2 separate regions of the Zea mays genome follow, and region 1 is linked to region 2. Evidence: chromatin contacts called from public Hi-C data. All regions are on one chromosome and are shown on one strand. Each heading gives the region's core, a stretch centred on a gene start, on an enhancer-like site or on the middle of the called end of the contact. The rest is flanking DNA. Distances are from core to core; before and after follow the strand shown. Region 1 holds the start of LOC100282198. Region 2 holds the start of LOC100282125.

What was found. Hi-C and Micro-C count contacts between places; a contact is called where the count stands out from the background.
Region 1: a Hi-C map of tassel shows a contact between it and region 2, with 3 times the contacts expected there. The contact joins the promoter of LOC100282198 here to the promoter of LOC100282125 in region 2. A contact is called at or near these places in 2 of 25 Hi-C or Micro-C datasets (endosperm and tassel).

The regions. Positions count from the first base shown.
Region 1 is chr3:1,668,454-1,674,711 of Zm-B73-REFERENCE-NAM-5.0, forward strand. LOC100282198 reads right to left here and starts at 3,533. Exons shown (of 8, transcript NM_001155110.1): 1 at 2,950-3,533; 2 at 1,797-1,879; 3 at 1,540-1,690; 4 at 1,284-1,383; 5 at 1,077-1,172; 6 at 965-1,001; 7 at 730-839; 8 at 316-643. The coding sequence starts at 3,072. The coding sequence ends at 399. It overlaps LOC103649534, which reads right to left and starts at 122. Exons shown (of 5, transcript XM_008675250.3): 1 at 1-122.
Region 2 is chr3:1,397,547-1,404,171 of Zm-B73-REFERENCE-NAM-5.0, forward strand. LOC100282125 reads left to right here and starts at 2,870. Exons shown (of 7, transcript NM_001155038.2): 1 at 2,870-3,255; 2 at 4,297-4,425; 3 at 4,552-4,614; 4 at 4,713-4,760; 5 at 4,862-4,915; 6 at 4,998-5,061; 7 at 5,277-5,610. The coding sequence starts at 4,324. The coding sequence ends at 5,317. It overlaps LOC103649530 (glucan endo-1,3-beta-D-glucosidase-like), which reads left to right and starts at 1,677. Exons shown (of 2, transcript NM_001329109.1): 1 at 1,677-1,879; 2 at 1,997-2,562. The coding sequence starts at 1,816. The coding sequence ends at 2,283.

The DNA of each region.
Region 1 (6,258 bases), core at 2,283-4,782, 270 kb after region 2:
CCAACAAACAGAGAAATTAGTAGATGCCAAGAAAAGGCGCATGGAGCAGCAGCAGCTGCTCCGGCCACCGCGTCGCAGTCGACGCGCACCGGGCAGTAATATTCTACCACCGTCCCCGCGCTCGCGTCCCTGCTGTAGTGGTGGCTGTCCTGATGGCGACGCCCACGGCCGACGTACGGATCCAACGAAGAGGTCGTCGCCTTCTGCCATTCCAGGACCAGGACCAGGGCAGGGTGGGTAGGATCGGATCGGTGCATCATCTACCCGTCGCTTTCACCATGGGCAAGTGAAGAATGGAAACGGGAAACCAAAACCTTTTGGCAAAGCAGAGAGCATCGCATCCATCTATAGAAGATTCAGTTAACACCAGACTTTTTTCAGTTCCAACATTCCAGCAATCAGTACTCATCCAAGTAACTGTACAAGGACGACTCGTCGTTCCTCCACCGGCGCCTCGTGAGCAGCGACCTGAGGAAACCCCTCCTGCCTTTGCTTGAGCTTCTCTCCTGCTGCTCCCAGTCGCTGTGCAACTGCATGGAAGCTAGTCTCAAATGCCTCGAGTTCGAAGGCGGTCTTCTTGCAACCGTAGAGGCGGACCGTGCCATCGGGCTGGAATTTGGTATCGGGGAGCCTGCCCTTGTTTCTGTGTAGCAAAAAGGGGAAGGCGATAATGAATGTCCTTTCTATGCAAGCTTCACATCTCAAACATCTGCTCGGTGAACAGCGTACCTCTTGCAGTATTTGTGTTCACGATTCGAGGAGATGGAGATTTAGCTCGTGCTTTACGAGAAGGCGATAACGACCGCGACCGATCGTTAGGTGTAGGAGATGGTTCACGCCTGCAGCAGATCGGCCGGGCATACCAGCACTAGTGTTAGTGTATCTCTTTGGCCATTGGACATTGGCTTTGACCCTCAAACTCAAACAAAAGTGAAGAGGGATCTGAGAGTTACTATCTGTTTACCTCATCGTAGCCTGCCGACGAACTGGAGTAGAAATGGCTGCAACGAGTTCAGATCAGTATCAAAGTAATCTTTTCGCAAGTTCAGAGATCAGAAATGTGACCAACTACTTACAAGACTGGGACTTGTGCATCTTGCGGCCTGTATACTGCCTGCTATACCGTGGAGGTTCTGAAACCGGGTGGATGGAAGATTCCAGTAGATCCAGGCCTATACAAAATACAACCTATCTATGATGGTCTGTATGTTGTTGTACGAACCAAAAAAAATAAAAGGACTGCTATATAATACATTAACAAATAAAATAGAGCATGAAATTGCCTGGTAATATGTAACGCCTATGATACTTTGGCGCCTTGATAAGAAGAGCTTGCTGGGATCTTGCCTCCTGGTCAGTTGTCTGTTGGCAAATTCGTACCCTCTACAATCAATCATAAGAACCAATGGTGTGAAGAACGGTACGGTACAGGTGCAAAAACGTAATGCTATCTCTGATAATCATTCCATACTGGCAGACTGGGTCAAGAGAACAATCATCTGAAAGGAAGTTTCCACAGTCAACACTTGAGCACTATACCTGTTCAACTGAAGACACTAGGAATTCAGTCTCCTTAACCTCGACAGCTTTCTCGCTGACAAGGTTATCCACCTTGTATGACACAAAACCCAGATGGTCCACTGTGCTAACAAGGGCCTCAACTGTGTAATCTTTCAAACTCGTCATCACACTACATAGGAAGATCATGGTGAGAGGATAAGTGTTGCTACTTCTTTATTGAAGCAAACAGCAAACAGAACAGACAAGGAAACAAAGATCCAGAGAAGGATTCATACGTAGATTTGTGCGAGTTGTTCCTGTAAAATACTTCAAAATATTCTGCCGCTGAGTACAGCTGTGACCGCAGATTCCTCAGGTCCTACAAACAAAGCATACTTTATTAAACTCAGGCGGATAGAGCATAGGAGATAGTAATAATAAATGCCAGATAAGCACCTATGTGAGACACATTAATCATTGACAAAGGCATAGCCATGTGGGGGGGTTTTGTTGTGGCTGTGGGCAAGGATTCTATCTGCTTTTCTTTACCCCAAGCAGAGACAAATTTGACAATAGATGGCAGCAAGCACGTTCTAGGCTGGCACTAGCAGACCAGTAAACTCTCAAGAACGGCAGGTTAAATATTTTGTCGAACAAATAGCACTCGGATATATAGGCAAAGCAATGTCATAAATCACAAAAAGCCTTGATGCAACTTTTATTAGGAAGAGCCTCGGTGCTGAGTCGGTGTCATGTTGCCGCCGTTATGCAGACCAAGTCCATTTTCAAACTCCAAATGGGATGGCGCTTTCGCTTAATAAGGGCAAAAGTAGGGGGGGGAGAAAAGGTGCGGCCATTATAGAGCTGCAAAGGCAGCTATTATTGTTTGATTCACAAACTGTTGAGATGATGTATTACTTGAGCTGTATGGCTGTATGCATGAACATGCAAAAGGCCGGAATGATATTTCCATTTCCAAAAAAAAGCTATTATACCAGTGATGCATGGTTCTCTCTCTTTTGTCGAAAGGCAGAGAGCAATCCGAGATTTCAACAAGGAATAAAGCAATCCAAGACTTCAAGGTTAGACCTTCATAAATGGCTGATGTTATTGGTTGTAGTATACTCCTACAAGATTAGTTGTATTGCTGTAACAAGATATGGACAGGACAACACGCCCGTACAGTAGCACAGTGTGTGATTGAGATACTAGATGGATGGATGGATAGACCTACAAAATCTTTGTGATTGACATGGACAGCCAAGCGCACAGGGAAACCCGGAAATGGGGCATTTTTTTTTTGGTGTGAACACCGGCAGGCAGGCAGCAATCAAGGAATGCAATCCGGTTTCTTCCGCAGGCGCACGAGTTAGATCCACAGGAACAACAAGTAGGGGGGAAAATGGAGTCTTTCGTAGATGAGAAGAGGGAGGTGCTAGATAGTAGTACCTTGAGGGTGTCGGAGAAGAGGAGGCCTTCCTGCAAGGACATGGCCTCGGTGACGGAAGCGGCGTCGTGGTCGTCGTGGGTGTGGGAGGAGACGGTTGACGGCGACATTGAGACCGCCTCCATGCGCAAACAGGACGGCTTCCCTCACCTGTTGCCAAGATAGATTCGTCCTCCCAGGCCCAGCTGTTGTAGCAGCAAGACCCCTCCCCTCTCCGTGGCTCCGACCTTGTGCGGGAACCAAAACCCCCAAGAAAGCAGGAGTTTTTGAAGGGGGGGGAGGAGACGAAGAAGCCCCAATGCCCTGGGTGGGCGGCGGTGGTTCACCTATGAGCCCATGAACATGGGAGGGAGTTGAACCACCACAGCCCTACTCTACTCTACTCTACTCTACCTGTGTTTGGGTGGAGCAGTGGTGTTGCCAAGATCTGGTTTGGGTCCCCTCCCTTTCTCTGTCCGTCCAAGAGTAGAGCAGAGATTTGGAAGCTTGCTGGTGCGCAAGGCGCTAGAGATTGGTGGAGCAGGGGTGATGGGCCATGGGAGAGGAGGGGGCGGATCGGATGAATGCGACGGACGGGGAAGATGATGGACGGAGTAGTTAGAGAGAGGCTATTTGTTTGGGGAACGTATCATGTGCTCATGGAGCTCTTGTGCTCATATGAGCACTTTAAATCTGGTGCCTTCATTTCTCATCTAAGTGTGAATAGACATTTTCTAGTTTCTTCTGTGCGTCACCCTTGACCACCTGCGCCGTCTGTCGCTTCTATGTGCCACTGCTGCTCTCACCCCTGGATGAGAAATGAAGGCACCAGATTTAAAGTGCTCATATGAGCACAAGAGCTCCATGAGCACAGGATATGTTCCCATTTGTTTGTTGGCTGCTGGCAGTAAATTTGCTTTGCTTGAGCTTCCGTTTCACATCCAATACCCGTGTTCCAGTTCCACTTTGGTTTTGTGCGATGAAATGAACAAGGGTCAAGGAAGGGCAGAGAGGCCAGAGGAAGATCACGTGCTACGCATGGATGACTCTGGCCGTGGTCGGTCACAGCAAAATTCAGTTGGCAACGTATCTAGTGCAAATCAACCTATCTATATAACCATGCAAACTTTTAATCTAAATCACTTGATGTTGATGTAAGGGACGCGGAACGTGGATAATCTTACACTTAACCGCCTGCTGTTAATCACACTTTTTCAAATCCCTCTTCCACTCCTTCGCACGTCTCCTTATATCAACATCATGTGATTCAAATTAAAAGTTTATATGGTTATACGGATGAGTCTCACAATAGATGACCCGTCTTACCTTCATAGACTCATACACTTTTCTCTACTGTTATAATATGGCATAATATCTTTGTCATGTACTCATGTTCTCGTTGGAATTCTACAATGCACAAAAAAAAGCTCAAAGCAAATAAAACGAAGGGGAGTAATTTTATCCGTTCATTTTCATCTGTTGCTTAGCACTTCTTTGCAATTTGCAATTGCAACCGGTTTGACCAATTCATCCAGAAGACAGAGAAGCCATGATTTCACCCTTTATTGTAAAAGAAACATCTTCTTACCTCTAAACCTTTTGTTACATCTAAACCTTTTATCAGGTTGTTTCCTGTCATATCTCTATCTTATCCGCTATTTTAAACTTCACTATACAAACAGTGTAGTTTATAGATCGCATCTCCTATTTTTACACGATCTATCGCGAACAGTCTCATGGATTAATTTCTTAAGTTAGCATTTGACAAGACTTTGCTCAATAAATAACAAAGAGAACGAAAGACACATACAACCAAAGCCTCTAAAGAAGCCAGACAAACAACTCATAAAAGATGTCTCCTTACCATAGTGCAAAAAAACACAAATGGAAGTTATCGAGAGCTCTGCTAAATTATTTAGGACTAATTTTAAAAGAAAAAGAAGGTAATAGTTTACACATAACTGTATTAACAATGAGCCATGTCTCCATCAATTTTGGAAACCAAATTATGTATCACCCTAGACTTACCAAAAAAAAACCATGTCCTTACACAAAAGCCAAGAAAATCAGACTAGACTTCAGTAGAAGTTGACACTTAACCTAAATTATCATTGTATTCGAGTTTATATGTTTCAAGAGTATGGTTAGAATATAAGCGTAACCACACAAGGGCTAGGCTTGTAGACCTTCATCTGGTGGTTGTCTAGCCCAAGATAGCCCAAGACTCAATCTTAAGTCACACACTCGTTTCGTTTCGTAGTCTAATTGCTCGCTGAGACATTTGACAAGTGTTAACGACTGGTTTATAGCTGCTGGAAGCACATTGGTGTATCTTGTGTACCACATGTGTGTTCAGTGCAGCGCAAGCAGTGCACCGAACATGTTTGATGCATCTGGTTTTTGTTTCTCAAGAGGTGACATTTAGATTCCTTTGTCAGGATATAAATAGACCTTTTTGGTCGGGTTTGGCTGGTATCCCTCGACCACTAACACTTGCATACATAAACATCTTGACTCTAATTACAATTTATTCAAAACTAGAGCAAGTAAACGTTTTCGCATATATAAACATCTTGAGTCTAGTTATAACTGTAATTTTTTATAGAACAACTTTTATAGCCTATTCACTTCTCTTCTAGACATCTAAGTTCTATCAATGTGTCATGCATAGGTGCTATTTTCTTACACCAATGATAAAATGACATTGTTTCCCCTCCACCAACAATTATGCACCCAACTTAAAACCATCGAAAAGAGGCCGATAAGTTAGCTTGATATGAGATACAACGTGTAATCTGATTCTTGGGGTTCTAGATCAACTTGTTCAAAGGTATGCAGACATTTATGGATGATTTGTGACTTATGTTCCTATGTAAAAATTATCCATTTTGTCCGAAGATTTTTTATTACTTATTCGAACTTTTAATACTTACGAAACTATTAAAGTTTTTCTTGTGCAAGGCAGTATATTGTATACATCAACTTAAAATCTCTGAAAAGAAGCCAAGAAATTAACTTGATTTGAGACCCAACCAAATCTGATTTGTGGGGTTGATATCCAAACATTTATTGCTGATTTGTGGCTCATGTTCCTATTCAAGATTAGAGAGTTTTGAGTGTTGATTCTAGCATTTATTAGTTAGTACTTATTAAGTTAAATAACATTTCCTTGTGCGGACAATATATGATTCCTACATCACGACATGCAATGGTGAGCAATGTTCGACGTCTACCTTTATATAGGGTATCCTAAAATTTAGTGTGTGCCAAGACATAATTTCTGTTTCCACAATAATCTTATGATTTTAACAAACTTTAGTAATGGGTTTCAT
Region 2 (6,625 bases), core at 1,620-4,119:
CCGTAAGCAAGTAGGCAATGGTAGGCTATTGGTGTTTGCTGTCATGGTAAGGCCCAACTGCCCAAAGATAATGAAATATACTAGATGGTCTGGCCTATAGATAGCCATCATGTGTTTGGTGTTGCTTGTGGCACACTGGTTTTTTTTTCAGTTGAGAAGTATCGTGTGACATGGATCTCTTTTGTGTTTGCCTCTACTGATCTTGATTGGTGTTGACATCTGTGTTTTCAAGTCGTCCGACTAATCGCGATTAGTCGCGATTAGTCGGGCTAGTCGGTTAGCAGAGCTCGATTAGGCAGCCGACTCGACTAGAGTACCTGGTCGCCCTGGTCGTCCGACTAGTCGACGATTAGGGCCGATTAGTCGCTCGATTAGCCGGTTCTGGGCGACTAGGTTTAGGACCTAGATTTTTTTGGACTTGTAGTATTAATGTGTGTTGTGTGGTACTGGTATCTGGGACTTGTAGTATTAATAACTAGAAGTGTTTCTCTGCTGTTTTCACTTTTCAGTATTGCTGAATTCATGTCATGTTTACCCTATCCTTCATAATATAGTATATGAAGTTCATATATACTATATAGTTATATAATTATTTACTATATAGTATAATAGTATAATAATATATATTATATAGTATATACATAGGTCCTGGTCTCCTGGATGAACAGGACGACCAGTAAACGACCAGGTCGACCAGAGCTCGATTAGTCGGACCTAGTCGACGACTAATCGAGATTAGTCGCTGGTCGGTCCCCCAGTTCGACTAGCTGGTCGAGCGACCAGAAAACATAGGTTGACATGAAGTTTTTATATAACCCGCTTTTCTTTCTTTCAGAACCATGGTTTCCAAATGTTGAATATATATATATATATATATATATATATATATATATATATATATATATATATATATATATATATATATATATATATATATATATATATATATTCAATCTTTCCATGCAAAGTGGGGAAATTTAGTTTTGCAGGGCAAGGGGACAAATGTGGATGGGAATAAGAGCAAGAGCAAAGGGCAAAAGACAGATAGAAAAGGTGTATAGACAAGGAGGAGGAACAAAGCAAGCAAGGTATATGCATTCAACATCTTTTATGGGCAGCAGGTGGTAGGATCTACCTAATTGGTGGTTATGGAACACCACATGGGAAGAGTAATGTATGATTCGGTAATCATCATGACTTTTTGTTTGGTTTTGGTATGGAGCATGTAGAGCCATGAGTAAATACAGAGGATCTCTTATGGGTACTAAAGAGAACAGATATGGTCTCTGCTGGGCATAAAAAGATAGGGAAGTAAACTCACGTTTGGAAGAATCGTGAGCAGGAGGAGAAGTGTCTTTTATCCCCCATTGCATAACACCTGTTTTGCCCTTTTGACTAGCATACATGGGAATGAGGACACTTAAGCTTTGTGATGAGGTGAGGTGAGAAATGGGAGTTGAGAGACAGACTTGAGAGGGAGAGATGCAAAGAGCAGAACAAAATGGGCAGCAATATTGGCTATGGAACTGAAGCACGAGCACATGGTAGGTTGCCTTGGGTTGAAGCCAGAGAGTCTGTGTGGTGCACATGAGTGTGGCATGACCGTCCAGCAAGCAATGCAAAGCAACGCAGAGTGTCACCTATTTAAGTCCAGTCCCCACCCAAGGTCCATTCCAGTGAGTGTTGTTCCCTTCCCTTTATAAACCAGAGAACCTGCAGTGCAGTGCAGGCAGAGTACTCCGTCTGATCTCGGTGATCTGTCTCCACGACAAGGAGTGCACTGTCAGCTCTAGCTTGCTGCAGAACAAGGGCAAGATGGCAAGAGGTGGTCGGCTACTGATCCTCTCCCTGGGGCTTGTGCTCCTCTACTTCGTCTCAGGTATACCTTTTTCCTATGCTCTTCTCCTTGTTCCATTTCATTCTTAAGATTGCCGTGCTGTGTGTCAACTGTTGTTGATTGGAACAAGAAGAAGAAGGAATGAAAGCTGTTTTGTAGGAAGTGTTGCTGCTGCTGCTGCACAGAAAACGTGGTGCGTTGCCAAGCCGTCGGCGTCCAACGATATCCTGTCTCTGAACCTCAACTACGCGTGCTCCCAGGTGAGCTGCGGCGTGATCCAGAAGGGCGGGCCGTGCTACTACCCGGACAACCTGGTGTCGCGCGCCGCCGTCGCCATGAACCTCTACTATGCCGCCAATGGCAGGCACCCCTGGAACTGCTACTTCAACAACTCGGCGCTCGTGGTGCAGTCCGATCCCAGCTATGGATCCTGCACCTACTACTGATGTCTGTCTGATGCTCTTTTGTAGCAGAGATCGGTCGATGAAAGGAAATATAATCCCTGTGTATGCTGTGCTGTGTTGTGTCTAGAGATGACAATAGGGACCTGATTCCCCCGTGGGGAATTTCCTATTGCTATCCCTAGTTGCGTCCTAGTAGAAGTGTCTCTTGTTCCATCCAGTTGATATGCATGATAACATTTGGAGATGCATGCATGTGATTTTGTATTCGAGGATATGGTGTGATCGCAAATGAACAAAGTGATGCAAGGCAGCAATCATTCATAAATTTGTCATTCTCAGATTAATCATGAGCAAATAAAGCCGAGTAAGTGTCTCTGAGTGCCAAGCCAACAATATCCACAGCGATGCCGCACGCTGTTTTGTATGGTAAATTACATTTCTTTTTCTTATAGTTTAAAATAAGAGATGGAATTAAATTCTCTCTATTTTTCTATTTATTGTGGTTTAATTTAAAAATAAGCTAACAATCGATAAATTTGATAAGTTAGATGTGTACTATTTTGGGACGGTAGTAGACTGAAACCGTGTGGGTCCCTTTATATTAGTTGGAGAAGAAGCATACGCATGTGCAACCGATGCCAGCCATGTGCAGTGCCGAGCGGAGACAAGACAGAAGAGAGGAGAGGGCCGGCCGAACGGAACCGGAGGTAGGGTAGGCGGGCCCCACCCCCACACGCTCTACGCTCTGCTCTGCTCCTGCGTGCGTGGTCTCTTTCCTCCCCTCTTCATCCAGATCCGGACCCGACCGCCGATCCATCCAAATCACCCTTCCCCTTCCCCTTCTCTTCCACCACCACCACCACCAGGCCGCCGCCTCGTCGTCCTCAATTCTCCTTTCGAATTTAGAATCCCCGTGCTGAGAGTTGAGTGCCGCCTTGGTTGCTCCGTACTGGACTCGATTCCTCATCGCAGCAGAAGCATCCCGTCCCCTCCGCTTCTCCTTGCTCTGCTCTGGTAAGCAACCACCCTACCTCTGCTTGCTGCTTGCTTTGCTTCCATTAGTGTTAGTGTATGACCAAGCCCTTTTCACATCTCCGATTTCAATCATGCGAATGGATGGATGGATTGCTCTGCTCCTTGGCTTGGAGTCCACGCTATGGGAGTATACAGAGAACCAACGATTTCGCTGTGGACACCCAAACCCAACCGCAATTGGATGGGTCCCCTTGTTTAATTTAACCTATGTAGGCATGCGTGCACATCCATATGGATCGGATTGGATCCCCTTGTTTTAGCTAACCAAACTCTTTCTGCCTCTCCCTTTTCCACATTCAGCAAAAACAGGCAACTTCACATGCATGTTCCAAGTCGAAGCCATGTCATACTGGCCGGTTTCCTTTACTACTTGTTACTCTGTTCCTTCTCTCGATCGTACTAACTGATGAGTGAACACAGTCACGGACCCAGGGCAGTCGAGAATATATATTGTGTATAATTTGGTACTACATATATCTAATTTTCGTCCGTTCGGTACATCATCGGAACATTATTAGAAAATAATCAAAATGTCTCATAATAGGATTGTAAGCTGCATAGATCTGTTTCTATGGATCTAAACACTCAAATGTAGTATGTTTTTAGACTAAATTTTAGGGTAGTCGGAGGCCTATCCATATACCCTTTGGGTCCGCCACTGGAGTGAACATCACACACACAGCTCCTTCAGACATCCATCACATGGCCATGGCTTTCTTAATGATGATAACCAATGCAGCACACAACCTGAGTCCTGAGGGTGGGGGGTAGACCAAATAAATCATACATGATCTGTTTCTTCACTACTCCCGGGAAAAAAGAAAAAGTCATCACACCAAAATTCAGAAACAGCAAGCAAAAACATTATCAGCTACTGCTACTGGTGATGGTGGAGTAATTTGTTCAGCACCTAAAGAACACGAACATATTAGTCTGCCTTTTTACCCATGATGATGCATGCCTTTTTACATCTGAACGCTGACATTGGCTTTTCTTGTTTCCCATCTGACTAATATACAGCTAACAAACAGACAAAAAAATAGCATCATGTCGGAGGTGAAGGACTCCAATGTGCCTGCTGCACTTGATGGAAATCCTCAACCTATGGACCAAACTGAAGACAATTCTATGCCCTCAGCACAGCAACAGGTTATTTTTCAGCACTAGTCCTGGAGATCATACAGTATTATTACGTACAGCCATTTCAATGGCACTCATCCAAATTGCTCTAATTAAGAGTGGCATGATAGATTGTAATAATGTTCCTGTGTGCAGGAAGAAGCAATCAAGAAGAAGTTTGGAGGACTAATGCCCAAAAAGCCCCCACTCATCTCAAAGGTTCCTTGCTCCAATTCCCTGTTCACCAAATCAAATCAGCCCTAAGGGTGGGAAGTGCTGTCTGTCACCAGTGTTAAAATTCTCTTCTGTAACTGTAGGATCATGAGCGGGCCTACTTTGATTCTGCTGACTGGGCTCTAGGGAAGGTATTCTTCTCTTTAATTTGTGTGGCCTCAGTACGTTTAATCTAGCGAGTTGAGGTTTGGAACTTGCATGCATGCATGACACTTTGATTGGTTATGTACAGCAAGGTGTTGCCAAACCAAAAGGACCGCTGGAGGCACTTAGGCCCAAGCTTCAGGTACCACTCTGCTAGTTATATGTGATGTACCCATGGTCTCTTATTTTATTTTGCTTTCTCTCTTTCTGGTTTATTGTTTCAGCCAACACGCCAACAACAGCAACAACGTGCAAGGCGCCCTATTTACACTTCGTCAGAAAACGAGGGTATGTACTTTTATTTGGCTTTTTGGTTATGGTCCTTGTGCACATGAAAAGCAGAGCTAAGCTTATGTAAGCGGTGGTTAGTTCTCTACTTCTTTGTATGTATGGTCCTCGGAGTTTGTTTGTTTGTTATATAAAAAATAAAGTCTTCCAATGTTAAAAAATAAAGAAAGAAAGAAAGGTTCTCTGTATCCTTTTTAACATAATAGTGACTGCAGACGGAGACGGGGCTGGTGCTGAGGATATGAACATCAATTGAAGTGGACTAGTGGAGTGGAATGCCTGCTCAGATTGGTTGATGAGCAAGTCGTCACTATATGTCAAGTGTTGTAGTTTGCTTTGCAATTATTGGAGGAATTAAATGATCGTCTGCTGGGTTCATGAGTCGAACATTTGATATATATGGCCTATTATTTACTAATATATATTTTTATTATCTGTGGATAAACATTTGATATGCATGAGGTGGCCGAGCTGTGAGTGACCGCTTGGTCAGGTTGCCGTGCTCAGTGGATTTTACAATCCAGAACACGAACAAGATGGCTTACATCATACACCAAACAAAACTCTGATGATCTTGTGGTTCTTATCTTAAAATATAATGCTTAACTCATAAAAAAATAGCTCCAAGTGTTTTATTTTATAAATTTTAATTTAAAGAAATATAGGACATATGATGAAGTGACCCAAATATATATTCCAGATGAGTGCCCTACTCTTATTTTCTACACAATTCTTAACATTTTATCTCTTGATAATGTAATTTACTTTTTAAAATATATAATTTATGGCTTACCTGTTAGAGCTCAATTTGTTTTTAATGTTCTAAACACTCCCTCCATTCTATAATAAAATTTGTTTTGTCATTTTGGTAGATTCATACAATATTTGTTGTATGTGTTCTATATATGTGTCTACGTTTGTTGAATATAGACATAGAAATAAATTGCTAAAATAAATACTAGTTTAGAAACGAAGCAAGTAATATTTTAATTTTTTTGGCACTATTTTGAGATATTTTTTAAAAGATGAGGTGGCAGTAGTAACGGATTCCTTACGTGTTTCGTACACGCCGGCCGGCATGCATGGTGTGCGCTGCTGCCTGCGGGGTAGAGATGGCCAAACGGGCCGGGCCTGCTGAGCCAGCGGGCTTAATTTTCTGTCCAAGCCCGGCCCGCAGCGGGCTTAAACGGGCCGGGCCGGCCCGTTTAGCACGAAAAAACGGGTCGAAAAGCGGGCTAAACGGGTCGGTAAGCACGTTTTAGTGTAAAAAAAACGGGCTTAACGGGCTTAGAGGTAAACGGGCCGTGCCGGGCTAGCCTGTCGTGCCTAGTTTCCTGTCCAAACCCGCTCGCTTATTCTACCGTGCCGGGTTCGGACCGGGCCCAAAAAGCGGGCTTCGTGCCGGGCTCACGGGCCTCGTGCTTTTTGGTCATCTATACTGCGGGGGCATGATCGGCATCTCGCGGTGACCACAGGCAACGCCACTGTAGCAGAGCCGGCAACAGACCTCCAGCTCCAGTCGAGCGGGCCTCGTCGCAGGTGGCAACCCCAAAGACGAGATGCA